2 separate regions of the Zea mays genome follow, and region 1 is linked to region 2. A link is a contact called in public Hi-C data. All regions are on one chromosome and are shown on one strand. The core of a region is the stretch at or near the end of the contact, and the rest is flanking DNA. Distances in the headings are between cores, read along the strand shown. Region 1 holds the start of LOC100383349. Region 2 holds the start of LOC100282847 (UDP-glucose 6-dehydrogenase).

Evidence for each region. Hi-C and Micro-C count contacts between places; a contact is called where the count stands out from the background.
Region 1: a Hi-C map of leaf shows a contact between it and region 2, with 3 times the contacts expected there. The contact joins the promoter of LOC100383349 here to the promoter of LOC100282847 in region 2. A contact is called at or near these places in 9 of 25 Hi-C or Micro-C datasets (bundle sheath, ear, endosperm and 3 more).

The regions. Positions count from the first base shown.
Region 1 is chr5:7,268,247-7,271,959 of Zm-B73-REFERENCE-NAM-5.0, reverse strand. It overlaps LOC100383349, which reads right to left and starts at 1,571. Exons shown (of 7, transcript NM_001366815.1): 1 at 1,441-1,571; 2 at 1-1,009. The coding sequence starts at 995.
Region 2 is chr5:7,130,963-7,134,782 of Zm-B73-REFERENCE-NAM-5.0, reverse strand. It overlaps LOC100282847 (UDP-glucose 6-dehydrogenase), which reads right to left and starts at 2,052. Exons shown (of 2, transcript NM_001155753.3): 1 at 1,882-2,052; 2 at 1-966. The coding sequence starts at 945.

The sequences.
Region 1 (3,713 bases), core at 322-2,821, 140 kb before region 2:
TTTTGTCTGTCTTCATTGCTTGGCATAAAGCCAGAAGATTCTATGAGACCAGGGTTCGTTCCCCATTCAGCAGAATGCATTTCACCTCCACTTCCATTAACATGGTTTGTCATGGGCACTTTCTGACGAGGCAGTTCAACCTCACTAGATAATTTGTTTTGCTCATTGTTGTTCATCTTATGTTGGAGATCAGCAAAGTTCTGAAAGGTACAATAAACAGTGGAGGCACTTGTGAGGGTGGTCTCAGTATCACCAGGGAAAGACAATAAATTTGAGGTGAAAGATGGACTGTTTAAAGAGCCATTGTCCCAAACAACTTTATGCTTTACGGCATTCCCACCTGAAAGTTCTGCATGATTGAAAGTCAAATCACTGCACTCTTCATTGAGTCCATTGTCACTGTTGGATGCTTCCAAAGCCTCTTGCATTTGCACGAGAGCATCCCAAGTTCCATCCCGCGTATCCGAAATGTGGCTATTTCTTTGCAAAGGAGTACTATATGGATAACTCGCAATTCCTGTGCTACAACTACTTCCAAATGAGATAGCTCCCTCATCATTTTCATAGGAAGTTAGTTCTTCTGTATGATCAAGGCAGGATGCATTAGAAGGTCTACGCCGGTGGATGATACTTGTGTTGATATTTTTCATCCACATTCCTTCACACACTTCAGTTTGAGGAGGCCCCAGAAGGTAGTCAAATTGTTGATATCCTCCCACCAAAGAAGAATCATTATTCAGACCAAACTCTGCAGCATTTACAGGAAGACCTTGAGCTGCAAATCCCTGCTTTGAAACAGAACTAGTGTACTGTAAAGCTCGGCTACAAAATCCCTGATTAGCATCTTGCGGAATACAAAATGTGCTTGGGTCAACTGACAAGTCTTTTGCACTCGCCCCATCCACATTTACCAAATGTTCAGCACAACTGCTAGACTGAGGACACAACTGCGAATAGGCTGCCCCCCTGAACCTTGGAACAGGAGTGAAGCTCATGCTTTGATCAGCATCTGCAGGTGATTGGATCCAAATATTTACACATACTAGTTAGAATTAATCAGAGCAACAAAACCTGCAACAACTGTAAGACCCTAATTAACCATGACCTCTTATGACCTATTGCCCATGTGCTAAGAAAACTAAATAGAAGAATACTGCACAGTATAAAACTAGAACGCAAGCAGTGAGCTAGAGATTAAAGAAAGGCATGCCGCACGCGCTATCCCCCAACCCAAGCTTAAAACTCACCGAACAAAACCCTTGACCTCTAAAACGTCAAAGGGCGTCGATATTCTCACTGAAGAATTAACGAGCCACCTCAAAGCTCAAGCTAATTAACAACTAGAACGGCTACCTAAGCAACCAATCAACTACGACAATAGCTAAAGAAACCACCGAAGGAAGTAAGAAGCGTGCGCGGCGAGCTGAAGGGATGCCTTACTAGAAACCGGTGAGGTCGAGTGTAGCGGTCGCTCGACGGTGAGCTCCTGGACCCGCTCCTAGCTGCTGGATGTCTCGCGGGGTTAGGGTTTTGGAGCTGGGAGTGGAGCAGCCAAGGCGAGCACCAGTGAGGGAAGAGGAGCGCGGACTGCGCAGTGGGAACGCGGAAGCTGCCTGCCGACCCGTGCGCTTTGACTTCTCTTTCAGCGGTCGTGGAGCCGGGGGCAGCGGGGGCCGCCAACTGGGCCGTACCGGTTTGGCCCGTGTGAGCCCAACTGTCCAAGTATAAATTTAGGCCGTCGGTAACTAAAGATTAGTGACAACAATTTAGTCGTATTTAATTTATAAATAACCAAATAAAAAGATTAGTTCTAACATTGTCGGGGACCATAATTAGGGGTACCCTCAAGACGCCTAATTTTCAGCTGGTAACCCCCATCAGCATAAAGCTGCAAAGGCCTGATGGGTATGATTAAGTCAGGGATCAGTCCATACGAGTGACTCGATCACGTTTCGCCCGAGCCTAGCCTCGGCCAAGGGCAGCCGACCTCGAGAGACTTCCGTCTCGCCCGAGGCCCCCCATTTTACGACGGACACACCTCCGGCTCGCCCGAGGCCTTGGCTTCGCTTAGAAGCAACCCTGACTAAATCGCCGCGCCGACTGACCAGGTTGCAGGAGCATTTAACGCAAAGGTGGCCTGACACCTTTATCCTGACACGCGCCCCCCGGCAGAGCCGAAGTGACCGCCGTCACTCCACCGCTCTACTGACCAGTCTGACAGAAGGACAGCGCCGCCTGCGCCACTCCGACTGCAGTGCCACTCGACAGAGTGAGTCTGACAGGCAGTCAGGCCTTGCCAAAGGCGCCATGGGAAACTCCGCTCCGCCCGACCCCAGGGCTCGGACTCGGGCTAAGACCCGGAAGACGGCGAACTCCGCTCCGCCCGACCCCAGGGCTCGGACTCGGGCTAAGACCCGGAAGACGGCGAACTCCGCTCCGCCCGACCCCAGGGCTCGGACTCGGGCTAAGACCCGGAAGACGGCGAACTCCGCTCCGCCCGACCCCAGGGCTCGGACTCGGGCTAAGACCCGAAAGACGGCGAACTCCGCTCCGCCCGACCCCAGGGCTCGGACTCGGGCTAAGACCCGGAAGACGACGAAACTCCGCCTCGCCCGACCCCAGGGCTCGGACTCCGCCCTGGCCTCGGCCAGACGATCTCCGCCTCGCCCGACCCGGGGGCTCGGGCTCGGCCACGGCAACGGAAGACAGACTCGACCTCGGCTTCGGAGGAGCCCCCACGTCGCCCTGCCTAGGGCACAGGCCCGCCACGTCAACAGGAAGCGCCATCATCATCCTACCCCGAGCCGACTCGGGTCACGGAGAACAAGACCGGCGTCCCATCCGGCCAGCTCCGCCGGATGGGCAATGATGGCGCTCCACGAGCTCTGTGACGACGGCGGCTCTCAGCTCTCTTACGGAAGCAGGGCGACGTCAGCAAGGACTCGACCGCTCCAACAGCTGTCCCTCCACCAGGCTCCGTCGCTCCTCCGACAGCCACGACATCACGCCAGCAAGGTGCCAAGACCTCTCCGGCTGCCACATTGGCATGTACCTAGGGCGCTAGCTCTCTCTCCGCTAGACACATAGCACTCTGCTACACCCCCCATTGTACACCTGGATCCTCTCCTTACGACTATAAAAGGGAGGACCAGGGCCTTCTTAAAAAAGGTTGGCCGCGCGGGACCGAGGACGGGACAGGCGCTCTCTTGGGGCCGCTCGCTTCCCTCACCCGCGTGGACGCTTGTAACCCCCCTACTGCAAGCGCACCCGACCTGGGCGCGGGACGAACACGAAGGCCGCGGGACTTCCACCTCTCTCACGCCCGTCTCCGGCCACCTCGCCTCTCCCCCCTTCGCGCTCGCCCACGCGCTCGACCCATCTGGGCTGGGGCACGCAGCACACTCACTCGTCGGCTTAGGGACCCCCCTGTCTCGAAACGCCGACAGTTGGCGCGCCAGGTAGGGGCACGCTGCGTACTGACGAACAGCTTCCCGTCAAGCTCCAGATGGGCAGTCTCCAGCAACCTCTCCGGCCCGGGACGGTGCTTCGTTTCGGGAGTCTTGAGTTCATGTCCTTCGACGGCAGCTACGACATGATACTTCTTCCACCGCCGCGCGACAACGACAATGGCGGCCGACAACCCGCCCGCCGGCGGCGGAATCGACGACACCTTCCCCGCGTGGTGGAAGAACAACATTCGAGCTCGCTCCGTC
Region 2 (3,820 bases), core at 803-3,302:
CACGACGCGGTTCACGAACCGGCTCTTCTGGTAGTCGTTGATCCTGATCACCTGCTTCCAGTAGTTGGCCACCTCGGGCAGGCCGTTGCACTCGCAGATGTACACCAGGTTCAGGATGTCCTTCTGGAAGCATGAGCCACCGAACCCAACACTGGCGTTCAGGAACTTGGGGCCAATTCTCGTGTCCTTGCCCACGGCGTAAGCCACCTCAGAGACATTGGCTCCGGTTGCCTCGCAGAGAGCGGAGATGGCATTGACAGAGGAGATCCTCTGTGCCAAGAACGCATTGGCGGCGAGCTTGGAGAGCTCAGCGGACCACAGGTTGGTGGTGAGGATCCTGTCCTCGGGAACCCAGTGAGCATACACATCCTTGAGAACCTGGACGGCTTTCCTGCCCTCGGGGGTCTCCCGGCCACCGATGAGCACTCTGTCAGGCTTGAACAGGTCCTCAATAGCAGTGCCCTCTGCAAGGAACTCCGGGTTGGAAAGGATCTGGTAGTTGATGCCCTTGCTGTTGTGGGTCAAGATCTTCTCAATAGCCTCAGCGGTCTTGACAGGGACGGTGGACTTCTCGACAACGATCTTGTCAGACTTGGAGACATCGGCGATCATACGAGCAGCGCTCTCCCAGTAGGTGAGGTCGGCAGCCTTGCCAGCTCCAAGCCCACGGGTCTTGGTGGGGGTGTTCACCGAGACGAAGATGATGTCAGCCTCAGCGACGTGCTTCTCAACATCAGTGCTGAAGAAGAGGTTCCTGCCCCTGCACTGCTTCACAACATCATCGAGGCCGGGCTCGTAGATCGGGAGGGTGTCGCTGTTCCATGCCTCAATGCGGGGCTTGGAGATGTCAACAACGACAACCTCAATGTCTGGGCACTTTAGGGCAATGACAGCCATGGTTGGGCCACCGACATAGCCAGCACCGATGCAGCAGATCTTCACCATCTTGTCGGATAGATCTGTGACCTGTAATCGAAAGAGTTGCTACCTTAGTGGATCGTAAAGTATAACACATACCCTGATGAGCATCTGACAGATGGGACATGTCAACCAAGTTTCCCAAGTTAACAGAAGCAATCAGGATTCAGAAGCAAAGGCACCAGATCCTGAACACTACTAATGCACGACTGAAATAACAGAGCATAGCCAAACATGCTCTTCCAAAGCAACTGTACACCAGGTCAAACCACATCTAATATAAGGTCTGTTTTGGGTGGAAGTTTCAGGACACATTCAGATCTTATATTTGTCAAAGCAGGCACAGCACATCTTAGGCTTTCTGCTGATCAAGATTGGGTTGGCCCCATATCACTTTTCTCCACCGAATACATCTGAAATAGATGTTTTCTAAAACATTTCCTTAGACGAACCAGACAACTTAAGTAACCACCTATTAATATATTACACTACCGGGCACCAGTGATCCATTCCCCGTTACGTACAGTTCAGTTTCTTAACACAAAGACCACCTAAACAGAATGAATGAAAGGGCCGGATACAGACGCACAACCGCCAAATTTTTAAAATGAAACTAGTCGTATATGAGCAGGCGTTTAACAGTGATCAGCAAGAAAGACCTGAAACCCAGGTCCAGCAGGGGGGCAAAGGAAGCAAAATCTAGGGGCGCAAATCCTGCTCATCCAATACAACGCATAACCGTAACTCCTATCAGATCCACACTACAAAACTGCCAGATCTGGAGGCACCGTCTCCCTCAAAGAACGAACTCGAGGAGACGACTGCTTGCAGAACTTAGTCGCGGGGGTAAAAAAAACTAGCCACGGAATGAAATCACGATCCTCAAGTAACTAGCATGATCAGGCGCGGAATCAGGAAAGGAAAAGTCGAAGTAACCGCGTGGGATCAGGGAGCGAGCCTCACCAGATCTCGAGGGACTGCAGCGAGATCTCGCTCGAGGAGGGCGGTCAACCGCACCACCGACGGAGAGAAGAGGAGCGGCGATCTCTCTCTGCCTTCCTTGGCGCGGTGCGTGGGAGAGGAAGAGGAGAGACGCTCGCTGCCTACGAGTTGTGTTGTGTCTTGTGTGTGTGTGTGCAGAGGAGAGGCGAGGCCACGAGTGCTTAAATACGCCGCCCCGCAAACCCACCGAACCAGATCTACCCTTCCCCTTCAAAAACAAAAAAACGTGCCGTGTCCAGTCTGTCCCGTAGAGACGGAGAGAGAGTAGTAACCGCGTCAAGAATGGTCAGAAACCAGAGAGGCAGAGAGAGTGGTGAGGTAGCGGTGGACGACGAAGACGAGTGCTCATGCATGCCACTGCCACCAAACCTGCATTAATCAAAGGGCTTTGACATGAGTCCATGGCACTCCACCCAACCGTTGCCTTCTATGCAATCAACCTCCTCACAGAAAAAAAAAATCTCAAGCACCATCAAGCGCATAAACGAAGCTTCTCCCTTTTTCCTTTTTTCCGTTGCTGATTGAGCAGTTTTGGTGTAACTGAGCAGTCTGATTACTCTCTCTGATCAGATCTGCCCCTTCTACCTTCTCTCGTTCAGTGCACAGGCGAGATGAGATGGTTGCGTGCATGTAGCCCATGAACCGGACGCAAGCCAAGCAACATGGTCTGAAGAATAACCTAAGAGCTGATGTAATTTAATCCACGGTCAACTAACTGGCAGCAAACAAATAATTGCGCTCTGAACCATAAAATATGATAATATGAGTGTGTTTTGATTGGCTTTTGGATTTAGCTTTTGTCCCATCAAAGCCAAATAAAAAGGTTGCATCCAGAAAGTAGTTTTTTTTAAAAAATCGGTTTTCTCACGGTGTAAAACCGAAAACATCTCTGTACTTGCTTTTAACGTCTTTCAAATGAAATTGTAAATATATAGTTTTCACCAAACGGGTTTAGCGGTTCACAACTGACATTAGCTTTTTTTCATATCTCACAGTCTATACTAACCAAACACACCCTTCCAGCCGAGGACGCAAAAATTTACAGCGTTAAGTGGCCGAGACGCGAGAAATGCAGGCCGGATCAACGGAACCGAGGCAGTAGAAATTTTCGTAGCCTGGAGCCCTGGACAGAGTCAAATCCATGAAACTGATGCTGACGCTTCTGCCAGTGATTACCTCCACCAGACAAAACGTGTGTTCTGAACTTCTGTTTGCTGATTAAGAAACGGAAGCTAGATCTAGTGCGGGGAATACTCCAGCGCTGATGACTTGGTGCCACAAAAGTTACTCCTAAATACAAAACAAAAAGAGGAGGAAAATACTGGGCAGGACTTGTCTATGCACAGACGGAGTGTGAGCAGACACAAGGGAGCCTTCTCTAGCCTGTAGTCGCTGTCATTTGATTGATGCTAGAAGTAGACTGACAGAGACTCCATCTTTCTTTTCTCACTAAGCCCATTTACGAAAAGATCCTAGTGAGAAAGTTCGGCAATTTCTACAGTTCTAAAAGTCATGGAGCGGCGCATGCTGAAGCTAGCTACCAAGTCAACAAACGCCCCTGTTTCTCGCTTAGCTGATACATAGATTCTATGCATTGTACCTAGTACAAGTCGGCACATATATATATGCTATGCTAGTGAAGTACTGAAACACGTCTCACAAGCAAAATATTAGCTAAATAAATTTGAAAACATTCTCTATTTTATAAAACAATTTGCACTGTACACATCACTCCAGGAGCGATGACACCGACAAAAGGAAACACGGAGAGCCTCCCACTCCCAGAGAGACATTTCAAGGAACACCAGAGATCTGCACCGCAGCTGCGCGTTCCTCGCCAGCGATAGTTTAACGCAGAAATCCGCCGACAATGCAGTGAAGCGGAGGAAAAGGCACGCAG